6 separate regions of the Mus musculus genome follow, and regions 1, 2, 4, 5 and 6 are each linked to region 3. A link is a contact called in public promoter capture Hi-C data. All regions are on one chromosome and are shown on one strand. The core of a region is the stretch at or near the end of the contact, and the rest is flanking DNA. Distances in the headings are between cores, read along the strand shown.

Region 1 (3,598 bases), core at 896-3,395, 1.0 Mb before region 3:
TAGGATGCTTAGCCACTGTGACAGACTCTCATGTGGGTTTCAATTCATTCATATGGACATTCATTCATTCATTCATTCATGATTACCTACTATGTATTTTGTCTCAGAGGGGAAACTGGGAGGGTATGTGTGTATGTATGCATACATTCATGCATCTGTGCGTGCATGTGTGTGCATGCGTGCACATGTGTGTGTGTGTGTACATGCCTTGGGGACTCTCTCCCATTGCCTGAGACTGGTGGGTTTCTCTATTGCAGAGGAAAATAAGGGTGGGGCTGGTCATCGCTGTTGTTTATTTTTTCTGAGAGCAAGCACATGGCCCCTGCCCCCAGCGCTGGCAGAGAAGTCGATAGCAATGGATTAAACTGCGAGAGGAAGGCCGAGAGCACAATTGGAAGAAAGATAAAGATAATTAAAACTAATTCTAACTTCTCTCAGAGAAATCAATTTCATAACTTCTCTGCGTCCCTAAACTTCTTCCTGAGGCTCTGCAACACTGAGCAAAGGTCACAGGTGTGAGGCATGCAGACACAGGTACATGTATGGAGGTTTGTGTTTGCATATGTGTGCCTACGTGGCTTCCTACATGTGTGCATGCTTGTATGTACACATGTATACTTTACATATGTCGTGGCACATGTGAATGTATTAGATAGAGATTCATCTAGGTTTCCAAAGGCTCATACACAGAGGTGAGCATACAGCCTCACCTTTGACCCTAGAAGAACAGGTATGTAAGGGCCAATGTTAGAGAGGCTGGGAAGGATTAGTCCCAGAGTTCTTTGTTTCTGTAGACTGCCTGAGACTTGCCAGGAACCACAGCAGCCAAGGAGTCAGGCTGGGGCTAGACTGCTGGCCCAGGATTTCTTGTCCTCTTGGGGAGTCTCTGGCCATGTAGGGGAGGCAACAGGGAGTAGAAGGTCTCATCCCACCCTCCATAAGATCAGCTCCTCACCTTGCCTGCTCATGCATCCTTCAAGCTCAGGCTGCACACCTACTATGTGTCAGGTCCTGTGGGGTCTCTAGCTTGGTTGGGTTGGGGTGTTTACTGCTGTGGGGCTGTCTGGCAGCACTGTCTGGCTGTGGGGACTGGAGAATGGTGCTTTGTGTCTCCCACTGACAGCTTCTAAAACTGAGACCAGGGAAGAACTCCCCAAAGAAGCACAGGCTCTCAGGCGCCATTATTCTTGGTTCTAGATACTTGTTATTATTGCTGTCATAGCTGGTCACTTCATACAAGGAGCCCATGGTTTGTCTCCCAGGGAACTTCCTGGTGTGTTCCCCGGAGGAAGTGGACCAGGCATGGGGTCATACCCACAGTCTCCAATCTTGTTGAGTATGCTCAATTCAGGGTCCGATCTGCACAGACCCGGGCACCCAATAGGTCCTTTCCCGCTAATGTGGACTCCCTCCAGTAATGGAGAGGATGAATGGAACAGGATGACAATTGCTCCAAAAAATGTGTCCCTCAACCCAAGGGACCCTTTCTTATCTTTAAAATAGGGGCAGTAGTGGAGTTGAAGCTCACTTGGTAGAGCTAGCACAGGGAGTGCCTGTGTTTGAGTCCCAGCACCACACAGACCGGGTGTGGTGGTAGAGGCCCATCATCCCACCACTAGGAAGGTGGAACAGAGAGCATCTGGAGTTCAAGGTCATCTTTAGCTACATGCTAAGTTTGAGGCCAGTTTGGGTTATTATGTCCCTGTCTCAAAAATAAAGTAAAACAAGACAAAACAGAGCAGGGCAATAGAATCGACATGGCAGATGCTGTAAGCTTAACACAGATACCAAGCCTACATGTGCTCCCCCACGCCCCCAGTATCCCCTTCTTGTAAGCTCTGAGCTGTCAGAAGAGAGTCAGCCATTGAACAAGGAGCCTGGAAAGCTTCATCCATGGCTACAGCTGCCCGGAAGTAAAAGGATGGATGAGATGCGGTCTCTCTGTGCCTCCGGGGCAGGGCAGGGTGTCTGTGTTCTTCATGCTGGGAATGGGGGACCCTTGTGGGCTTCATAACCTAATGTTAGTGCCTGAAGTTGCCAAAGACACCTCTAGATGGCAGCATTGGAGAGCCAGAGCAGGTGAGTGTGGCTAGGAGGGGGCTGGGTTGGAGCTGCCTGAGGGTAGCAGCCAACCCTGGGTCCCTATGTCACACTCTTCTCTACCCCTGAGGGCAGAGGTGGACTGGGTGCAGGTAAGAGCCACTCTGGGACTCCTGGATTGGGAAGGAGTCCAGTCCTTTCTCTTTAGAGAGTCTTCCTGGGCAGAACACAGGGCAGCCACCTCTTTTCAGAAAACCTGCACCCCCTTGGGAGCACCACAGTCCGGGTTCCTCTGCTGCTGTACCCTCCCAGTCCCTTTCTGGGATGGGGTGAGAAGGGCTCCCAGCATCAGGACAAAGGGTATCCAGGCAGCCCCCAGTATGAGCCAGCTTTAGAACTGCCTCTGCCTTGTCTCTTAGAATCTGTACTTTCCTTTCTCCAGGAATCCAGGGGGCAGCAGGTAGGAACACTCCACCTCCTCCTAGGGGTTCATAAAGATAGGGAGCTGGGGTCAGGAAGATATTTAAAGAGTAGGTTTCTTGGCCAATTCTCCATAGGGCTTATGCCTTTGGAGGGCATAGTAGCAGCTCCTGTTGGTCCCTCTGCAACCTCAGGTAGTGGCTGGGAGAAACCTCAGCCTTCCAGGAAACTCTACTGGAGCAACATGAAGTGAACTCGGCATGCGCAAAGCTGGAGGGTCAGCCAGCCTCCGGCCACGCCCCTAGGCAGTGACAACACCCAGGTCAAGGACACTCAAGCCTGAGTGTGCCATTGGCTCACTGTGGCCTGCAGCAGACCACGTCTCTCACACAGCAAACAATAGCAATAGCAACAACAACAACAACAACAACAACAACAACAACAATAATATATAATAATGGCTCCTGTCTACTGGATATGCCATTTTAAGCAAACTGTCTTATATCATACCAATGACTTTCCTCAGTGAAGACATAGGGACTCAGAGGGGAGAGAGTGACTTGGCCAGGGTTACACACTACATAGCAAGGACTCAGATCCAGGACAGCCTGAAGTCAATGCCTCTCAAATCCTTCATTGCAGGGAGTGTGACACCCCTGTCCCCAAGCCTCCCCAGGAGGCACGGGAGAAGTCAGCTGTTGTAGGTTTTTACTTTAGCCAAGAACAGCCTAGGATAGCTAGTTAAATTTGAGAATCAAATGACAAGTGAAAACTTAATATGTCCCACACAATATTTAGGACCCATGCTCAAATCCATAAAAGGTAGATTTGTTATTTATCCAGAAGCTCTGGAGAGGACAAAGCATTTTGCCCAGCACTTACTAAGTACTGAGCCAGAGGGGTGGGGTGAAGAGAGGGCAGGCAAGACATTATGTGTGGGGCCAAGCTCTGCCACTCAGTGTGACATAGGACAGCTACTTCCCTCTTGAAGGGACATGCTTGGATGAAGATGGCTTGAAAGTATCCAGAGATTGTGGCAACATGCGCTCTGTGTTGCTTGGTGGTGAGCGCAACCAGAAGCCAGCATTTCCCATACTCTCTCCTCACTCTCCAGCCAGCAGTTGTTGCCAGCCTCAGC
Region 2 (3,532 bases), core at 470-2,969, 1.2 Mb before region 3:
CTTTGTGCCCTGTCGGCTTCCATACCACTCTACTGACACAGCTAAGGTTGTCTCTCTCTGACTCTCTGTACTTCTCTCCAAATAGCATCTCCCATTTTACATGACTAAGCCTCCCTCCCCCTTTCTGTCCTTCCAGTCACTATCCTCCTGTCACTACTGCTCAGGCTTCCCAGACTGAGCTAGCAGCTTCCCCACTGGGCTCCCTCAGCATTCAGTTTCTGTTGCTTTTGTAGATCACATTTCACCTATCTGCTTGCAGGTCAGTTTCCTCTAGCTGGACAGTGAACTAGTTCGGATAAGAACCTCTTTATTAGGTGTTAGCGCAACTCTCCATAATGACTCTTTTTACCATGGCCAGTGGTTTGCAAATGAGGACGAATACAAATGACCCAAGGTCGGGCAACCAGAAAGCAGCGGCACCAGAATCTGAATTTAAGGAGTCCAGAGCAAGGTTGACACACACTTTTAATCCCAGGCTTTAAGGAGTGAGCCTCCAAAGCCTACGAATACTACACAGCACTAGGCTCTACAGGCAGGGCCCTTTTGTTATGAGAAAAATGAATGAATGAATGAATGAATGAATGGGGACTATCTCTGGCAGAGATAGTCTAATCCACAATCAAATAACAGGGCCTTTAAGGAGGAACTCACAACGTTGTTTATAAATAAGGGCTATAGGATTTTGCTCTTCCTTATCTCATGCAAAACTACTCAGCCGAGAGGGAAAGGCGCCCAGCCCAGCGTGACTACCCTCTTCCTCAATGATTCTCAAAACCAGCAAAGCCAACCGGTTTCCTCCAGTGACTTAAAACAGAGCAAAGTCTATCCTGCCACCGAAGGTGGCTGTCAGCTCTTCCTTCTGCCAACAACCTGGGGGAGTGGGGGTGGACGGAGAAGCCACCGGGAATCCGAAAGCTCCTACCCAAGATTGAAAGGTGGGGCCAAGCATCGTAGGAATGGGCGGGCCTGACCAGGATGGCAGGTGAAACACTGACCACAGCAAGCTCTCCCACGGTGAAGACCGGCCCAACGTGGATCTGGCAAGCAGGTTGCTGTGACTCGCACCTGAACGCCGCCCAGGATGTGAAAATTCCCCAGCAGCGATGGTGTTGGTGCCAACGGGTGAGGGCTCCAGGAGGAAAACCTTGGCTGGCTCTCCTTGGGGACTCGTTCTAACTTTCAAGTCACTCTCTAGGTCAGGAGAGAAGCATGGAGAGGAGGAGCGGGTCTCTCTGGGAGAAAAACTAGAGCGGGCCAAACGCCGGCTGCTTCGATGACTGGTTGAGTGGGTCTGGGCAAGGCGAGCAGTGCCCATTTCCCAGGGCTGCGGCAAAAGACCGAGGCTCCCGGCAGCCGACGCCCCCGCTGCCGGGAAGGACAGACCTCCAGTGGCGGAGGGGGAATTCACTATAGCCGTTCTGGTCGCGCCGGTCAGCTTCGGGCTGTCACCGGGGTCCCTCCGCCACGGTGGCCCGCCCCGCCAGCACGCAGCCCCCACCCGGCTCCGCGTCCCGGGACCCCGAACTCACCTTTCCCGGGGAATCAGCGCTCCTTGCCCATAGTCCGCAGCCCAGAGTCGGGGCTGCTCGGCGCTCCGTCCCGGGGGCCGGGGCCGGGCCGGGGGCGTGGGAGCCGCTCACCGCCGCCTCCCAGCGCAGCCGCCAGAGCTGCCGCCGCCGCCTCCCTCCATGGCTGCGGCGCCGCCACCTGACAACGGAAGTGACGCATAGGCTCTCGGCCCCGCCTCCCGCCCCCTCGCCTGAGTTTGGGGTTGGTGCGCCATCTTCAGGATGGGCGGAAGCCTTCAGGCAGGAAGCCCAGATAAGATCGCCAATTGGTTCTGGGTGGAGTCTGGGTCGAAATCTGTAAAGTGATTGGACAGTCAGGGGGCGGTACTTACCGCTAATCTACATCTACAGTGGGACTGGGACAGAGGCGCCGGTCCGCCTTGGCTCTGCAGAACCTCACCGACTTATGCTCTCCTTGCTGGGGTTGGGGACGTCTCTAAGTGGTTGCAAAACCCGCCAACTGCACTGCATTCTTTAGAAAAGTAGTCTTTCTTTGCTCCCCATTTCTCGGCTTCTGGAAATTTGTGTGGGAAAGTGCTGAAGTTGGGTACAAGAGAAGTCAAGAATTGGCTGTCGCTACTGTCACAATTCATTTCACTTTAGGCCCTTCAGAAACCCCAAAGATGGCCAAGTTCATCTTGGACATCCCTAGAGTCTTGTCCAGGGAGATTGCAGTGAAGAGTTCCAATGAACGACTTCAGCCGGCTGTCTACCTCACTCCCTCCTGCCAGTTTCCGTCCTTTCTCCTCCTTCAGCAGCCACGCCCTCCATGAATCAGCTTCTTGCACCAGCAGATGAGCCCTTTAAAGGGATTGCATCAGTCTGGTGACTCACTGGGGGCCCTCGAAAATCCTGGCTTCCGTCCACTGCCGTGTAGAAGCGGCCAGAAGGGCTCGGTGGCAGCAGTACCAGCGGCCATAGTCCCACTCCTTTGTCTCAGAGTTAACAAGTGTACTTGATGACACTCTTCCCTCCCCTGGGTCATTCTGGATCCACGTGTAGACACACGTGGACACGACTAAGCCCTGCTAGGACACCGAAGGCTGGTCTTCATAATGAAGTCCCAGCCTGAATCCTTTCTTAATGTCTTTGATTGGCTTGGTGGCCATTCAGCTGCAGATAATGCTGAATAACTAGTAATGATACCAGCTCCTAAGGCCCTGTCTTATGCAAAATGAGGCACTTTTAGAGACCTGTTAACAAATGCAGAAGGTAGCACTCAGAGAGAGAGGGTAACCTCTGCCGTGACACCCAGCTAATAATGGCTGGGCTGTGGTTTGAAGAAAGTTTCGTGGGTTCCAAAAAGGCTAGAGCTTGAATCCCCATTGTATCACTTACAAACTAGGTAATTCAGTGTAAATCCTGGCTGCCCAAGTGGGGATAACACATTACACCAACCATGGGAGGACCCAAGGAGTTTCACATCCAGCTAACCACACCCTATAGATGCCCACTGGTCTCAGTCGGGGAACCTCTAGGAGGCACGTGACTCAAAGGCAGGCATCCAGAAGGCCGGCCCACTTTGCTCCTCTCTCTGACAAAGTGAGGAGAAAAAGGATTCCGGAAGCCCTGCCTTTGACAGGGATGAATCTTGGGTTTTCCAGTTCACTAATTACCAGTAAGATGAATCACTGGGCGCTGACACCACCATTCCAACTCCTGGTAGGCTCTCAGCTGACTCAAAATATAGAAGTTTTAACAAAGCAGAGGAGGAGAAAGTGCCAGCCAGAGGAGATTAAAAAAAAAAAAAAACTGTCATCAGGACACCAACTCATGGATCTCTGGGACATACATGGGTGGTGACAGTCTCCTGCTGGCTCTCCAACTCTGGCTCACTGGCAGATGGTGCTGCCATAACAAAATGACACCTGTCACAACAGCTCAAGATGGCTTCTTGAAAAGAGATAGGCAGATTGGACTATCACAGAAGGAGGGGAGACCTCACCCCCAGGAGCTTCTTCAGA
Region 3 (3,714 bases), core at 461-2,960:
GATCTGTCCATCAACAAAGGGGGACAACAGAGCCTCTTACAGCCGCTCAGCTAGCTTGTCCAGAACAACGTCACCAGCCTCCAGCTGCTTGCGCCTCAACCGCTCCTGTAAGTCTGGAAAGGGACGCAGGGCTGGCACATCCTCAAAGCGCAGACTCTGTGCGGCTTGCAGCTGCTCAGCCAGGTTACTGAGAGAGGACAGGAGGGGCGAGCAGTCCTGCAGGGTGCTCTGCCACAGGTTCTGCTGTTCCTCCACCACAGGGAAGCACTTCCTCAGGGCCTCCTGCACAACCAGCAGAGGCTGGTCATGAGCCATTTTCTGGGAAAAAATAAACAAAACAAAAGGGAGTCAGGGTACCAGAAGGGAGGGCCTGCATCAAGGCTGCGTCATTTCCGACCTCAGGAGAAGACCAGCTGTTGGTCTTCAAATAGTCCCAAGGCAATAATGAAAGGTAGGGAGACTTTGGGGGACACAAACAAGAACTCCTAGTCCTGGAAGTGGGCTGACACCTTCAGCCAACAATGAAGGAAGAATTCCTGCAAGTACACTTACCAACTGTGAACAGCCTTTCTTCCTTCCTGCTGTAAATCTTCCATGTTCTAGAAATCTCACCAGGAATCCCATTTACAGAGAAAGGACACACACTACCCCATTTACATCTGTAGGATTTAATACCATCAAAGAATCTTGAAAGCCACCTCACTTACTTCTCTTATCAAACAACTTCTTGTTTGAAGGGAGTCACAAGGGTTTTTAGAAACCCTTTTGAGATGTAAACTGAAAGCCACCAAAATAAGTAATTGTGGCTAATGTAACATGACTTTAATTCCAGCCCTCTGGAAGCAGAGCCGGGTTTTGGGTTTGAGGCCAGCCTGGTCTCAAGAAACTGGGGGAAAAGAAAGAAAATCAACTGCTGATCTCCCTAGAGAATCTCATACCCACGTGGCTATGTCTAACTTTCTGAGATTCTCTGAGGAGCATGCAAGTGTCTTTTATGCCTAGGTGCCTGCCTCTCTCTCTTAATTCTTGTGCTTATGCCTGTATTTAAAACAGCCATAGGCTGGGAGTTGTCGAATGCATCTTTAATCCTAGCACTGGAAAGACAGAAACAAGCAGATCTCTGTGAGTTCGAGGCCAAACTAGTATACACAGAGACTTCCAAGATAGCCAGCGTTATATGGTGAGGCCCCGTAGCAAATATGTTCATGTAACTCTGCTTCATAAATCAGCTAGTGCTGAGTTCTTTTCAGCGTCAGGGCCATCAACTGAGCTCAGCTAGTGCTGAGTTCTTTTCAGCGTCAGGGCCATCAACTGAGCTCAAGTCCTTAAAAGGCTAGGGCAACTCCCCACGCTGCAGAGTGGAGCTGTGTCTCTGTCTTGTAACCGCGGACACTCAAGAATATTGATTCTGGCGGTCCTCTTACCTTCTCTCTGCAGGAAGACCGTTGCTTCGGGTCTTCCGAAGGGGTTTCTTCACGACAGGGCAATCTGCTTTAGACTGCGAGTCTCTGGGGTCTGTCTGTTCCGGGACCTGTGCTTCTGGAGTCAGTCTTGTCGCCTCTCTTTAAGATTTCCAGCCCTAAATCAACAGGAAAACGTAAATCCTGCGATGTCAACGCTGAGTACATCAAAAACTACACCGCGCTTATTCACAAGAACGAACTCACCACTCTACTTCCAGTTAGCACGACTCTGGAGTCGCGAAAAGATGGCGTGTGCCGCAATGACATCTGGGCATTGAAGTCCTCCATGAGGATTGGCTGGCGGAAGGAGAAGAAGCTTTATTGTGATTGGGCGTGGTGAGAACCGTCCTAAGACGGCGATTTGCTATTGGCTAGGCTGTGCCCGTTGAGTTTGAATTGGGTGGCGGTTAACCGAGGAGCCGCCCGTCCCTTAGTTGGAGCTGTGAGGGTTCCTCAGACTGTGTTTTGGGACCTGCAGGTAGGTTTCGGCAGAGTTCTGGAAACCTAGACTCCAACGACTGAACTTTCTCAGCTCTCCGACCGCTCACACCCTCTCCCCGTCTCAGTCGCGGAGCCGGCTGCTTGGCCCCTCGCTCGACGCAGCCAGGCGCCATGGCTCCCAAGAAACGCAGCAGCCGCGGAACCAGGACCAACACGCTGCGGAGCCGGAAGCTCGCCTCCTTCCTGAAGGACTTCGACCGCGAGGGTAAGGGGTGGATTCGCGTGATCGTGGGTTTTGGGTGGGTTGGGACGCGGATGCGACGGCTTCGCACACCTGACGCGGGATCCGTCCGCTTTCACCTCTTTGCAGTGCAAGTTCGAACCAAGCAAATTGAGTCCGACAGACAGACCCTCCTCAAGGAGGTGGAAAATCTGTACAACATCGAGATCCTTCGGCTCCCCAAGGCGCTGCAAGGGATGAAGTGGCTTGACTACTTCGGTAAGAGCTGCTAGCGTTTTCCCCGTGACCAACGAGTGCTTATCTTGAAAGCTTATTGTAGGGACTCATTCAGATGTCCCCTTCTTAATAAGGTCTAAAATAACCACCGGTAGGAAATTGCCATCTGTCATAACTTATAAAAGAATGGTGGGCCCATAGGAAAGAAGTAGGCATGAATTACCCTTCAGATGAGCGCTATTAGGACAGTGCATCTCACCTTCACGTTTGAATGGGAGAGCTTTAGAAGAGATATACCAGAAATAGAATGATGGAGGCCTGAAGGAAGAGGGGCGAGGCCGAGATCTCAAATCTATAGTACAAAGTGAGCTGATAATTGAAGGTTTTTCAGGGGTTGGGGGAGGCTGTTCCGCACTGACATGACCTAACCTATGCTAGCCTACCTGCCAATAGGCAGGGATGCAGTCGCTCAGTAGGACAGTAAGAGTTGTCCTGCAGCTTAACAGCGGAGGGAGAGGACTGTAAGAGCAGGACGCATCATGTCTTCTCAGCATCTCTGTATCCAGGGGGAGTGTTTTGGGAGAACACATCCATCTTTTGGGGAGACCCTACTGCTCAGCCCCACTGGAAACTGCCTGCCATCCAGCCAGGCCAGTGGTAGGCAAACCACTGTCCTTAGCAGGCCAGGTAACAAACAGTCTTGAGTTCTGGAACTGCATTTCTGTTACAGTTCCAAAAGAGCCGTGATGAGTTTGATTTCTGGGCAAACTGAAATGTCAATTTCACATAATTTTCACACATCCGGGAAATACTTGTACAAACTCAGCCTTCTAAAATGAATGAATAAATTAAGAGAAAAATTATTTGTTTTTTGTCAGAGCTCATTTCGGACAGTATCCTCAAACAGCTCTGTCTTGTGAACTACAAAGATAGGAGTAGGCCGGGCAGTGGTGGCGCACGCCTTTAGTCCCAGCACTTGGGAGGCAGGGCAGGTGGATTTCTAAGTTCGAGGCCAGCCTGGTGTACAGAGTGAGTTCAGGGACAGCCAGGGCTATACAGAGAAACCCTGTCTCGAAGAACCAAAATAAAAAACAAAAACAAAAGACAAATCACAAATCATCACGGCCAAATAAATTAACGCAAGCGTTTTCATTAGTGTATGCAGGCTGCCTCCCCCTACGGCTGGGTTTGAGAGATCGGCATTGGATGTGAGGAAGTCAAGTCTCTTACAGCTCAGTGGTTGGGTGGGGGGGGGGTGCGTCTTCAAATGGGGGATTTAGCAAGCAAAATGGGCGGGGTTACAGAAGCAGAACATAAGCAGAACAAGTTAGTCTCCTTCTGAAACAAAGCCAG
Region 4 (3,611 bases), core at 944-3,443, 1.2 Mb after region 3:
AGGGCTACACAGAGAAACCCTGTCTCGGAAAAAGAAAGAAAGAAAGAAAGAAAAGAAAGAAAGAAAGAAAGAAAGAAAGAAAGAAAGAAAGAAAGAAAGAAAGAAAGAAAGAAAGAAAAGAAAGAAAAAAAGAAAGAAAAGAAAGAAAAAGAAAAAAAGAAAAAAGGAAAGGAAAGGAAAGGAAAGAAATGTCCAAAGGATTGGAATTTCCATCAGAAGCTAGCAAAACAGACAGGGTATGAATGGATTTGAGGAGGGGAGATAGTGGTAGCATGTCAGGCAAAAGAAGGTGAAACTTAAGATCAAGAGAAAGTTCTGGGATGGAGAGATGGCTCAGTGGTCAAGAACACTGAGTGCTCTGCTGAAGGTCCTGAGTTCAAATCCCAGCAACCATATGGTGGCTCACAACCATCCGTAATGAGATCTGACGGGCTCTTATGGTGTGTCTGAAGACAGCTACAGTTTACTAAGATATAATAAATCTTAGAGAGAGAGAGAGAGACAGAGAGAGAGAGAGAGAGAGAGAGAGAGAGAGAGAGAGAGAGAGAGAGAGAGAATGGACAGAGATCTGAGAACTGCCACCTTTGCCATGGACTGGGCTCACTGGTCATGAATGTGCTAGCATATGGTGCCCTGGCTTCTAGCCCTAGAACTGCAAGGGGCTAGTTACCTGATGGCATTTGAGCACATGAGACCCTTAAGCAGGCCTTCACAGTGGCATAAGGAGAGGGGTGGGTTGGAAAGGGTGGCCATCAGTTCCGTGCCATTAGAACTTTGTGAGTATGGTTCACTACTTCCATAATGAGCCAATATTTGACTGGACACAGGCTGAGTGCTCAGAAAACTTTAATTGAACTGAAACCAGTTTCATATGGGACATCCAGCCGATGGAAGGGGGTGAGTGGAGCAAGTTGGAGTGATTGAATGAAATTAATAAATTGTGGACTCTCTTACTAGGGTTTCTATTGCTGTAAAAAGACTTGTGACCATGGCAACCATTTAATTGGGGCTGGCTTACAGTTTCAGAGGTTAGTCCACTATCATCATGGCAGGAAGCATGGCAGCATGCAGGAAGGCATGGTGTTGGAGAAGGAACTGAGATTTCTACATCTTGATCAACAGGCAGCAAAAGGAGACTAATCCACACTAGGCTTGACTTGAGCATAGGAGACCTCAAATCCCTCCCCAAAAGTGACACACTTTCTCCAACAAAGCCACACATACTCTCACAAGGCCACCCTTCCTAATAGTGCCACTGCCTATGAGGCAAGCATTCACACACGTGAATCTATGGGGGCCATTCCTATTGAACCCACCACATGGACTTCGGGAATTTTCTCCAGAAACTGTTCATTCGCAGGCACAGCATCTGTCTTATAGGCCAGGCCAGCCTTGAACTCAAGAGGATACATCCTCCTGTCTCAGCTTTCTGATTGCTTTGGTGCAAATGTCAGCTAATACATCAAAGAACGTTTTCATCATGTCACAGTATAAAGAAGTCCCTATAGTAACTCTATAGCTGTTTGTTTGTAACAAGATCTCACTATGTAGCCTTAGTTGGCCTAGAACTCATAGACATCCACCTGTTTCCGTTTCTTAATTTCTGTGATTTAAAGGCCTGAGCCACCACGTTAGGCACTATTATCTTTCTTTTAAGATTTACTTTATGTGCGAGAGTTTTGTCTTCATGTATGTGCACCATGTGTGTGCTCCTGGTATTGCTGAGGTTAGAAGAACTATGTTGGGTCCCCTGAATCTAGAGTTAAACCGAGGACCTCTCCCAGATCAACAAATGCTCTTAACCTCTGAGCTGTCTCTCCAGCCCGGCTATTATGTTTATTACCAAAAAGGGAAACTGCCACCGTGAAACTGGGAAACAGTCACACAAGTTTTGGGGTCACGGCACACGAGCTTTAATCACCACATTTCCTTGGGGTGAGGGAAGCACTACTCTTTCTCGAGTGTGACCTTGCTCAAGTAGCACAACAATCAACGGTCACGACAGTGCTGAAAGGGAGAACTCACTACCGGGCGCAGTAGTATGGGGAAAGTCGGTTTATCAGCTGTCAGCGTCTGGAGGCTGGGCTGCTTGCTGCGCAGGCGCAGACCCGCTGTGCTTGGTTTCTACAGTTCCTCGGCCGGTGGTTGATTTACGGCGTCGCTCTGGAGATGTCGTGCTGCGGGCGTCCTTTACGGCAGGCGTCTGCGTCCTCCCGCAGCCGGCGGTCGGGAATTGCACCAGGGACCTGACAAGGGCACTGCAGAGGTGCGGTAGGCGCTGCTGTGTCCGCACAGCCAAGAAGTTTCGTTCAGGATTAGCTCCTTGACACATTTCCTCTCTCTGTGGGTGGCCCAGGTCTGGGCGTGTCCTCCTGCCTTCCCTTCACCCCGTAACTAGGTCGTCACCCCCACCCCCGGCCCTCCGGAGCAAATCCACCGTCTGCCGGACTCCTGCCTTGGCCTCCTTCCTACCCTGACATCCCGCTCCTTTTTGTTTTTGTTTTGAGACAGGGTTTCTCTGTGTAGGCTGGAATTCACTCTGTAGACCAAGCTGGCCTTGAACTCACAGAGAAGCATCTGCCTCTGTCTTCCAAGTGTTGAGATTAAAGGCGTGCACCACATCCTGATTTTGGTCCCCAGAGCCCTCTACTTTCTTCCTGTTGTGCACTTGGCTCAGCAGCCGCTCCAGAGCCTCTGTCCGTCCTCATTGTCATAACTTCTGTTGTCTATGTTTGTGTGTGTGTGTGTGTGTGTGTGTGTGTGTGTGTGTGTGTGTGTGAGAGAGAGAGAGAGAGAGAGAGAGAGAGAGAGAGAGAGAGAGAGCGAGAGAGAGAGCGATGTAGATCCTCCTCTGGGACTTTTTCTATTCTCCCAATGGCTTCCTCCCCCGAATTCTTACTCAGGTTCCCAGTGTGGGTCTCCAGTGCTTATGATGAGCCGTTTCCCCCATTTGCCTCTGACATACACAGTAAATGACTAAAAGAATGGGAGGGAGCTTTATAAATTAAATTCACCTAAATGTCCGCGTACAGGATGGTTTTGATGTGGGTGCTGCGCTTGCTTTCCATTCTTAAGCACATTTGTCGTTTGGGATTATTTTGTTCTATGTCAACTTTACTATGTATTTTCCATATGTTCTTTTTGCTTAATGTATGTCATATTCTACTGAGCACCAGAATCTATCCACTGCTTTATAGTTGTACGTGTAAGTTGTTTGAGATTTCCTGATTTTTTTTATTTTTTTACAAAATTTTAATTTGACTTGTTCATTTATTTTTAGCAGTTAACTAGCATCTGCTCGATTTTGCTCTCAAAACAAAAGCAGTAGGAAAAACATAGAAGTAAATAGACTGTTACAGTAATGGACGAAGTACTTTTGGGGGGGGGGGTTCGAGACAGGGTTTCTCTGTGTAGCCCTGGCTGTCCTGGAACTCACTTTGTAGACCAGGCTGGCCTCGAACTCAGAGATCTGCCTGCCTCTGTCTCCCAAGTGCTGGGATTAAAGTCATGTGCCACAACTGCCCGGTGGACAAAGTACTTTTTAAAGTTTTAATTATGTGTGGATGTATGACTGTGGGCATGTGAGTGTAGCTACTCCGTGAAGCCAGACA
Region 5 (3,776 bases), core at 163-2,662, 1.1 Mb before region 3:
CCTTTGGTGATGAACAGCAGCATGGAAGTGTAAGCCGAATAAACCCTTTCCTCCCCAACTTGCTTCTTGGTCATGATGTTTGTGCAGGAATAGAAACCCTGACTAAGACAGTGTCCTAATCGGAGGGCCCCAACGTGTTCTGCCTAGGACTTGGTCTCCATTTAGACAGGAGTGGAAGGTTGTCGGCAATTTTGAGGAGAGACATACTAGACATATTTGCATTTTATAAAGCCCCACTAGACATATTTGCATTTTGTAAAGCCCCTGGTAGCAAGGCTGGGAATGAATGGAAGGGAGTGGTCCAGAGGGTTCTCTTGTCTGTTTACGTATGCACTTACACAAAATCAGACACACCATCTGAATGTGCCTGTTTAACATCAATGGAGGGGACATAAGCTGTTGGGAGGAAATCGAGCTTTCATTAGTGTTCAGTTGTCCTTTAGATAAATGTTTACTCCTCTGCCTACAAATACAATAGCCCAGCAAATTTGGTGAACAAAGTTGTTTGCTGAGAAGTAAGATAGACTGGCAGCGTGTTTTGGGTGGTCGTTTCTCTCTGCACTACACATGGCATAATTTTGCATTTTATAAGCCTTCCAAAAGTATTTTCACAATTGCAACCCCTTCCAACACTTGCAAAATCAAGAAGCATGTTTTCGTTCTTATCTATATTATTTTGGGGCCCTACATTTCTAGAAATGGCTTCTGAAATGAGCATGACCAGGCTTCTGCTTACGTAGGAGGACAGAGACGCGGGCGTCCCCATCTGTTTTGTGGGGGTTAACGGATGGTTATACCTGCCAAAAGTATCTTGTCAACTGTAACTACTTTTGGAAATAGACAGATTTCCAGAGACTGGGAAATCGAGGGCTCAGGCACTGTAAGTATGTCCAATGTATTAGGCTTCTCTGTGGGGAAATGCTCTTTTGGAGAATTAATTTGACTCCGGAGGGCTTCCAACTGCATGGGCTCTGCGTCTTTTGAGAAAGATACCCGGCTGTCAAAGAGAAGTGCGCAGAGGCATCGGTTTGGCTATTGGGATGAGGGGAAGGGGGTCAGGTGCCGGTCGGCCTGGGTATCAGGACGGAGGTTGGAGGGGGGCTGGTGCTAGGCTGCGGTTCTGTATAGGGACATTTAGTGCGGTGAGGAAGGGAACAGATCAAGGCTGCGGGGGCGTTACTTACCTTTGCGGGCCTTGTCTCCGGGGATGTTCTGGGCCCTCAGTCGCTGGTCTAGGACGTAAAGCATCTCCCCGCCCAAGTTCAAAAAGAGCAGCGGCAGAGTCCGAACCGACATAGTGCCGGAAACCCGCAGGGTAGATGAAGGAAGAACCCCAGGGTTTGTGATTTAGCAGCCTGGAGGCCCCTACGCGTCCATAGCCCGGTTGCTGGGGCAACGCCGGGAACAGAAAGGCGAACCAATCACATGGTGGATTGATAGGAGGTGGCCGAAGACCGGCGCTTATTGGGTTAAGTGACAAAGATCGCTTCAGGGGATTGGTTCAAACGGAGGCGCGCACCTTTGGCCTCCCGGGAGCGCTGGTTTTGAGTTTTCCAGTTTAGCTTTGGTGTCGCCGGGAGCGTTCCAGCCAGCCGCGCGTATCTGCCGTGGCCCAGCCATCGCACCGGAAACTAGGAAAATCAACCCCAGCGTCTTCGGAGTCGTTCGCCTAGAGTCGTCTAGCGTCCCGGTCCGCCATGGCCTGCTGTGCTGCGGGCAGATTTGTGAACTATCTCCCAGGGACGTGCAGAGGAACCAGTGAGGTCATGGCAAGCGCCACGAAGGCATTCTGAGTTATTATAATCCCTCATCTCGATTAGTTATATCATTTGTCTCCTTTCTAACCCCTCCTGGAAGCGATGTTACGCCGGATTTACTACTCAGTGAGGCAACCCAGCCCGGCCCTCCTAGCAACTTAAGTAGCACCCTCGCGTTTCTTCACCTACGGCTGGACCTTTTCAGACGATTCGTCATCAGTGTTTCTGCTAAGCACTTCTCTCTCCAGCCACAGCAATCTTGAGACTTGAGCTTTGGAACCTACATCCACCTCCTTTAATAATCAGCCACTTCCTCCTTTTCCTTGTAGAATCCTCGCATTCCTTAATTCCCCTTTCTGCATTCCTACGTTCCTCTGTGTCACTGCTCTGATGCTGTTGGACTAAATTTCAAAAGGCGCCGCTTACAAAACACAGCTCATTCCTTCAATGTCTTCCTTCCTGCTTGTGGCATCCTCCACGTCACACCTTCTAGTCGTTTTTCTTTCCTCCCAAGAGCCAAACTTTTTAAAATTGTCTAGTACAACTTGAACCTTTTTGTTTTGTTTTGAAACAGGGTTTCTCTGTGTTGTCCTGGCTGTCCTGGAACTTGCTCTGTAGACCAGGCTGGCTTCAAACTCGGAGATCCACCTGCTTCAGGCTCTGGGAGTGCTGTGACCCGGCACATGAGCTTAACACCTCAGCCCCACCTGTAATAAACATCTTTATCTTCTGGTGGGCCTTATGCATTTTGTTATCTGCCCAGCTTCCAACACTATCTCAAGTTTTGGCAGAACACGGTCCCTTTCAGAGTTTGCCTCTGTGTACTGTCAGACTGGATAGGGTCAAGACAGAGCAGCAAGGTGTGGCTGCACTTGCCTTTGATCCCAGCACTTTGTAAGCAGAGTCCAGCCTGGTCTACATAGCAAGTTCTAGGACAGTCAGGACTGGGTCCCTGTCTTTAAAACCAACAAAAATCAGGCTGGAGAGATGGCTCAGCGGTTAAGATCACTGACTGCTCTTCCGAAGGTCCTGAGTTCAATTCCCAGCAACCACATGGTAGCTCACACCCATCCGTAACGAGATCTGGCGCCCTCTTCTGGAGTGTCTGAAGACAGCTACAGTGTACTTACATATAATAAATGAATAAATCTTTAAAAACAAAAATCCAAAACCAGAGAGAGCTAGGTTTGAACACTAGTCAGCTTTCAAAATTGGACAAGTTGTCTATGTTTCGTAAGCCTGTTTTCAATAGAAAATAGGACAGTGGCCGCAAAAACCTTTAATCTCAGCACTTGGAAGGCAGAGGCAGGTGGATTTTTAAACTCAAGGCCAGTCTGGTCTACAGAGTTCCAGGACAGTCTGGAACCCCCTTACCTTCCCCTCCTCCCCTACAAAAAAATAGAAAGGCAGCCGGCTTGAGGAATAAAGGATTTAAGTATCAGGCAATATTGAAGTGCCCATGGCTGCATTTAAGAGTGCCTTCCCTGCAGGCCTGATCCACTGCTGTGGCGTTCTCTCCCAAGGCTGGTGCCTGGTCCTGTAGCACAGGACCTCTACACAGGTCTCCATCTCATTAAGGCCTCCCTCAGTGTTCCTGGAGGTGATAACCAAACAGTCCAGCTTCACTTCTGATTCTATCCACTCACCTCCTCCTCCATCTCAGAGATGATCTCAATTTTCCCATCCTCACATGGCCCATTTTTTTTTTTTTTTTTTATTACATATCTTCTCTTGGCGATTAAACTTTTGGAGAAAGGGTTTCATGTAGTCTAGACTGGCCTCAAAGTAGCCATGCAACTCAAGATAGCCTTGAAATGATAATGTCTCTCCCAAGTACTGGAACTAGTCATTCAAACACCAGGGCTCAGTATCCATAGGCAACCACACACCCAGGGCCTCAGGTACCTCAACAGCTCCCAAACTGCGCTGGTTCAGCCCTCATCCCTCATCTCTCAACTGCTCTTAGGTAGCACATTAACACATCTTTCTCTTGGTGGCATTCCCTTCTTTTTTTCTTTT
Region 6 (3,491 bases), core at 252-2,751, 1.3 Mb before region 3:
TGCCTAGCAAGCACAAGGCTCTGGGTTAGAGTCTCAGCTCTGGGGGTGGGGTGGGGTGGGGTGGGGAAGAACCAGCCTGGAATAACAGGGATTCCACCTGTGCTGGCTGTTCCTGGTATAAGACACAAAGTCTAATCATACTGAATCATACTGTCCAGAGTGGAGTACATAGGTTTCCAGATCTAGTCAGCAGGCAGGCAACCTCGGATTGGTCCCGCTGTTTTTTGAAGTCTGAATTCAGAGTATCCTGCATATGCATCCTACCACTGAGTTACCTCCCAAACCTGATGTGAGCCCCACACCCCACGTCCCCAACACTCTGTGTGTTAAAAATAGTTTCAAGTAGTAGCTTCAAGTAGCCTACGCTGGCCTCCATCTTATCTCGGGCTAAGGACAACCCTGAATTCCTGACCCTTTTTCTCTACCATCCGAGGGCTGGGATTACAGGCATGCATGAGCAAGCTTAGTTTACGTGGTGCTGGGAATTCAACTCAGGGCCTTGTGCATGCTAAGCAGACACTCTACCAACTGGAGCTACAGTTCCGCTCCCAGATGTTCAGTTTGAAACTCCAAAGCAAAGGCACAGCATGGGCAGTTCTGCAAAAGAATACACTAAAAACAAACAAACAAACAAACAAAAAACACTTGACAAGAAAGCCTCTTTCCTTGGGATTCGGAGAAAATTGATATCCACCTGACTCTCCAGACCCAGTCCAGCCCAGCCCAGCCTTTTGGGATTATATCCTGTCCCACTACTCCCAGGTTAGGGAAGGAACCACAGTTATCCTCTCAACCATTACAGGGGCCACTGAATACTTAGGCCGGCTCACTCCTTAATGTTAGATGGCAAGTCCCCTTCTGACAAGACCACTGTCTAAGTCTCACAATGCCTAAAGCATAGTGAAAAGCTGAAATATTCACTGTAGAAATGGAGGGGCATGGGTTTAAATCCTAACTCTTCCGAAGTGTAAATCTGGATGTCCCATAAACTTCACTGAGCTGTAAAACGCCATAACATTATCCACCTAGAAGAGGTTACCTTGTGATAATGACATAATGGAAGCAATAGCCTAGCACCAAACGCACAGTAAGAGATCAGTAAATGGTTGGTACTGTTATTGATTACCGTCGCTGTTGTTGGTTTAGCACTCGACCCCGAGAGACCTGGGTGTAGCGGGCGGAGGGGCAACTCAGGGGTCCCCCCAAGCTGCCCCAGCGCCGGACGCCTAGGGAATGACCCACACTGGGACTTCCCCATCCCACAGCTCACAGCAGGACTCATTTGACAATCACTTGGAGCGCCAGCACCAGGCCCCTTCCCAGGAAGCTTCGATTCCGCCCGGCCCGCCGGGTCACGCGCTCAGTTACCATTTTCTTGCTCTCCGTGCCACGGTTCGCCTGCCTCGACATGGTGCCCACCGTTCAGTGCCGCCTCACCTCACCTCCTCACAACCCAGATCCCAGACCCCGGGAGTCGCCGATTCAACCCAGCCGCGGCCCCTCAGCGTCTAGGACTGACCGGCCCCTCCTCACTGCGCCTGCGCGGTGTGGCGCAGAGGACCCCGGGACTTGTGGTTCGGCTGACCAAAGTCAGACTACAGCATCCGGCAGTTCTACCCGGAAGTCCCACCCGTGATTCAGCTCGAGCTGCAGCTCCGGAATGCTACCAGCGCCCGGGTGGCTGCACCATTATGGCCGCTAGGTGGCATCCGCACCTTGTGGTAGTCCTACATTGTCCACAGAGTGTCCTTATTTTCCTCCCCCACGACTGGCACTGTGATGTTCTGCAAATTCTTCTCTCTCCCAGACTGGTCTTGGAAAGTCCCTATTTCGAACTGTTTTCTGTTGCTGCAGATCAGCTCCAGAAGCGCCCAGGATGTCCTGAAAAACTAGCGATGGCTCACACAGAGGTCTAAAGTTCATTATAAAAAGTTTGCATGACCACATATTCTATGTCAGGATAGTTAACGGCTTTCTCTTTCAACTGCCATCTGTTCCCAAACCCCAAACACAGCCAAGCCCTGCATCCTTACACTTGTGGCCTTTTTAACAAATCCAAATCACTTACCGTCCCTTCTCTAGAACAGCTACCCTGCCTAGTTCCCAGAAAAACCAAGATGCCGGCTGTGGTGGCACTCAGTGCCGAGTTCTAATCCCAGGCTTGCCATCTGAGGCCAGATGCTGAAGTTCTTTCAGTTGCTGTAAATATTAATGAGACATGAGCACAGATCGTGGGCACAGAAAAGGCACAGAGGAAATGTGATTCCCTTCGAGCTACACTATCAAGACAGTCCAACAGATCCAAACACAGCCCAACAATCGTTGAGGAATGTGCTAGCTGACCAAACCCTTCTTACCCTTCACAGAGGCAAAGCCCTGTCATCACTGACCACAGCCCTTTGGATTTGGCTCCGGCCGTCTCTCCTTAGTGGTCAGCCCTGTGGGCACTGTGCTTGGAATTCAGGTCTCCTCGCTTCAGCCTGCTTGTCTGTCTCTGCAGCAACTATATACTGTTGTGTACCACCCGGCCTTCACCATGACAACTGCTCTGTCCAGATACTGAGCCAGCTAGGCTAGGAGAAGGCTGGAGGGGGGCAAGGGTTTCTCCCAGTCTTTCCCTGAGGTTATAGGACCAATCATTATTATAGCCTTCTCCCTGTAGTACAGACATTCCGGGGCCTCCCTAGAGGCAGAGATCCCTGACTCTCCATCCTGTGGCACGACCTCAGGAGGCTGCATGAGGGTCTCTAGAAGGGAGCAGAAGAAGAAGACAGAAGTCTGTAGCCTTGGGAGAGTAGCAGTGAGGCTAGTCCAGAGCCTCCTTCATTCCCAGGAGAGGGGACAGCTGAGGTGAAAACAGCAGTTGGCCAGCCTGTCAGTCGGTCTGGGCTCCTCCCTGCCGGCTGCCTTGGCTGCCCACAGAAACCTGAGTCACAGTCACAGGCAGCCGCCTGACCCCACCCAGCCTGCTGTCAGGCAGGGCGGTTCTGGACAGACTGGAGGTGGAGCCTCTCCTTGACTTCTCACGGACTCATTATCCCCCCTCTCTGCCTCTGATTCCCGAACTTGGCCCTGCCTTTTCTTTGGGACAGTTCTCCGAGTCATCAGTTTTGAATTAAGGGTGGGGGCGGGGCACATGTATTGATCTGTAAGGTCTCATCCTTGCTCAGACTGCAACCTGAAAACTCCTTGGGGTGGCTGTCAGGGATCAGGAGTAGAGCGCATGCTTTGTATGGGCAAGGCCCTGGGTCTCATCTCCAGCACAAACAAGACAGAACTCCCTACACAGCAGGCCCCAAGTTCTTGGACTTCTCCCTTCAATTTTGAATTCCAGCCCCTCCCTCTCCCTCTCTACCACCTGTAGGGAGTAAGACTTTTAGGAAACCAGATATCCCTCCCGACCCTCATCTCCTGTTCCCTAGAAAAGAAGGCAGTAAGAGTGGAACGTAAGAAATTCAAGGTCATTCTCAGTCAAACAGCGTGTACAAGTC

What was found. Promoter capture Hi-C pulls out the DNA fragments that hold promoters and counts their contacts.
Region 1: a contact with region 3 is called in a promoter capture Hi-C map of liver, with 2.7 times the contacts expected there. The contact joins the enhancer-like site here to the promoter of 9930104L06Rik in region 3. A contact is called at or near these places in 8 of 39 promoter capture datasets (the 3T3-L1 cell line, 3T3-L1-derived adipocytes, the C10 cell line and 3 more) and 1 of 115 datasets of contacts at active chromatin or transcription factors (embryonic stem cells).
Region 2: a promoter capture Hi-C map of pre-B cells shows a contact between it and region 3, with 4 times the contacts expected there. The contact joins the promoter of Stk40 here to the promoter of 9930104L06Rik in region 3. A contact is called at or near these places in 8 of 39 promoter capture datasets (the 3T3-L1 cell line, the C10 cell line, cranial neural crest and 3 more), 3 of 484 Hi-C or Micro-C datasets (B cells, embryonic stem cells and pre-B cells) and 2 of 115 datasets of contacts at active chromatin or transcription factors (astrocytes and extraembryonic endoderm stem cells).
Region 4: a contact with region 3 is called in a promoter capture Hi-C map of pre-B cells. The contact joins the promoter of Ndufs5 here to the promoter of 9930104L06Rik in region 3. A contact is called at or near these places in 3 of 39 promoter capture datasets (liver and pre-B cells).
Region 5: a promoter capture Hi-C map of liver shows a contact between it and region 3, with 4 times the contacts expected there. The contact joins the promoter of Oscp1 here to the promoter of 9930104L06Rik in region 3. A contact is called at or near these places in 16 of 39 promoter capture datasets (the 3T3-L1 cell line, the C10 cell line, cranial neural crest and 9 more), 1 of 484 Hi-C or Micro-C datasets (B cells), 4 of 115 datasets of contacts at active chromatin or transcription factors (astrocytes, embryonic forebrain, embryonic stem cells and 1 more) and 1 of 9 other capture datasets (pancreatic islet).
Region 6: a contact with region 3 is called in a promoter capture Hi-C map of pre-B cells, with 4 times the contacts expected there. The contact joins the promoter of Trappc3 here to the promoter of 9930104L06Rik in region 3. A contact is called at or near these places in 7 of 39 promoter capture datasets (the 3T3-L1 cell line, the C10 cell line, cranial neural crest and 3 more) and 2 of 115 datasets of contacts at active chromatin or transcription factors (astrocytes and embryonic hindbrain).

The regions. Positions count from the first base shown.
Region 1 is chr4:125,940,613-125,944,210 of GRCm38.p6, reverse strand. No RefSeq gene overlaps it. Among named protein-coding and RNA genes, the nearest start is that of 2610028E06Rik, 20 kb to the right of the region's middle. Within about 2 kb of position 2,145, at least 13 of the 459 cell types and tissues checked have an H3K27ac peak or open chromatin away from gene starts, as enhancers often do. A contact at or near this core is called in embryonic stem cells and liver, where this site is marked.
Region 2 is chr4:126,102,144-126,105,675 of GRCm38.p6, reverse strand. Stk40 (serine/threonine kinase 40) reads right to left here and starts at 1,719. Exons shown (of 11, transcript NM_028800.3): 1 at 1,530-1,719.
Region 3 is chr4:124,935,044-124,938,757 of GRCm38.p6, reverse strand. It overlaps 9930104L06Rik (RIKEN cDNA 9930104L06 gene), which reads right to left and starts at 1,710. Exons shown (of 5, transcript NM_177573.3): 1 at 1,425-1,710; 2 at 41-318. The coding sequence starts at 315. It overlaps Cdca8 (cell division cycle associated 8), which reads left to right and starts at 1,841. Exons shown (of 10, transcript NM_026560.4): 1 at 1,841-2,169; 2 at 2,275-2,403. The coding sequence starts at 2,076.
Region 4 is chr4:123,716,768-123,720,378 of GRCm38.p6, reverse strand. Ndufs5 (NADH:ubiquinone oxidoreductase core subunit S5) reads left to right here and starts at 2,193. Exons shown (of 3, transcript NM_001030274.1): 1 at 2,193-2,266.
Region 5 is chr4:126,056,201-126,059,976 of GRCm38.p6, reverse strand. Oscp1 (organic solute carrier partner 1) reads right to left here and starts at 1,412. Exons shown (of 10, transcript NM_172701.3): 1 at 1,185-1,412. The coding sequence starts at 1,296.
Region 6 is chr4:126,260,415-126,263,905 of GRCm38.p6, reverse strand. Trappc3 (trafficking protein particle complex 3) reads right to left here and starts at 1,501. Exons shown (of 5, transcript NM_013718.2): 1 at 1,369-1,501. The coding sequence starts at 1,410.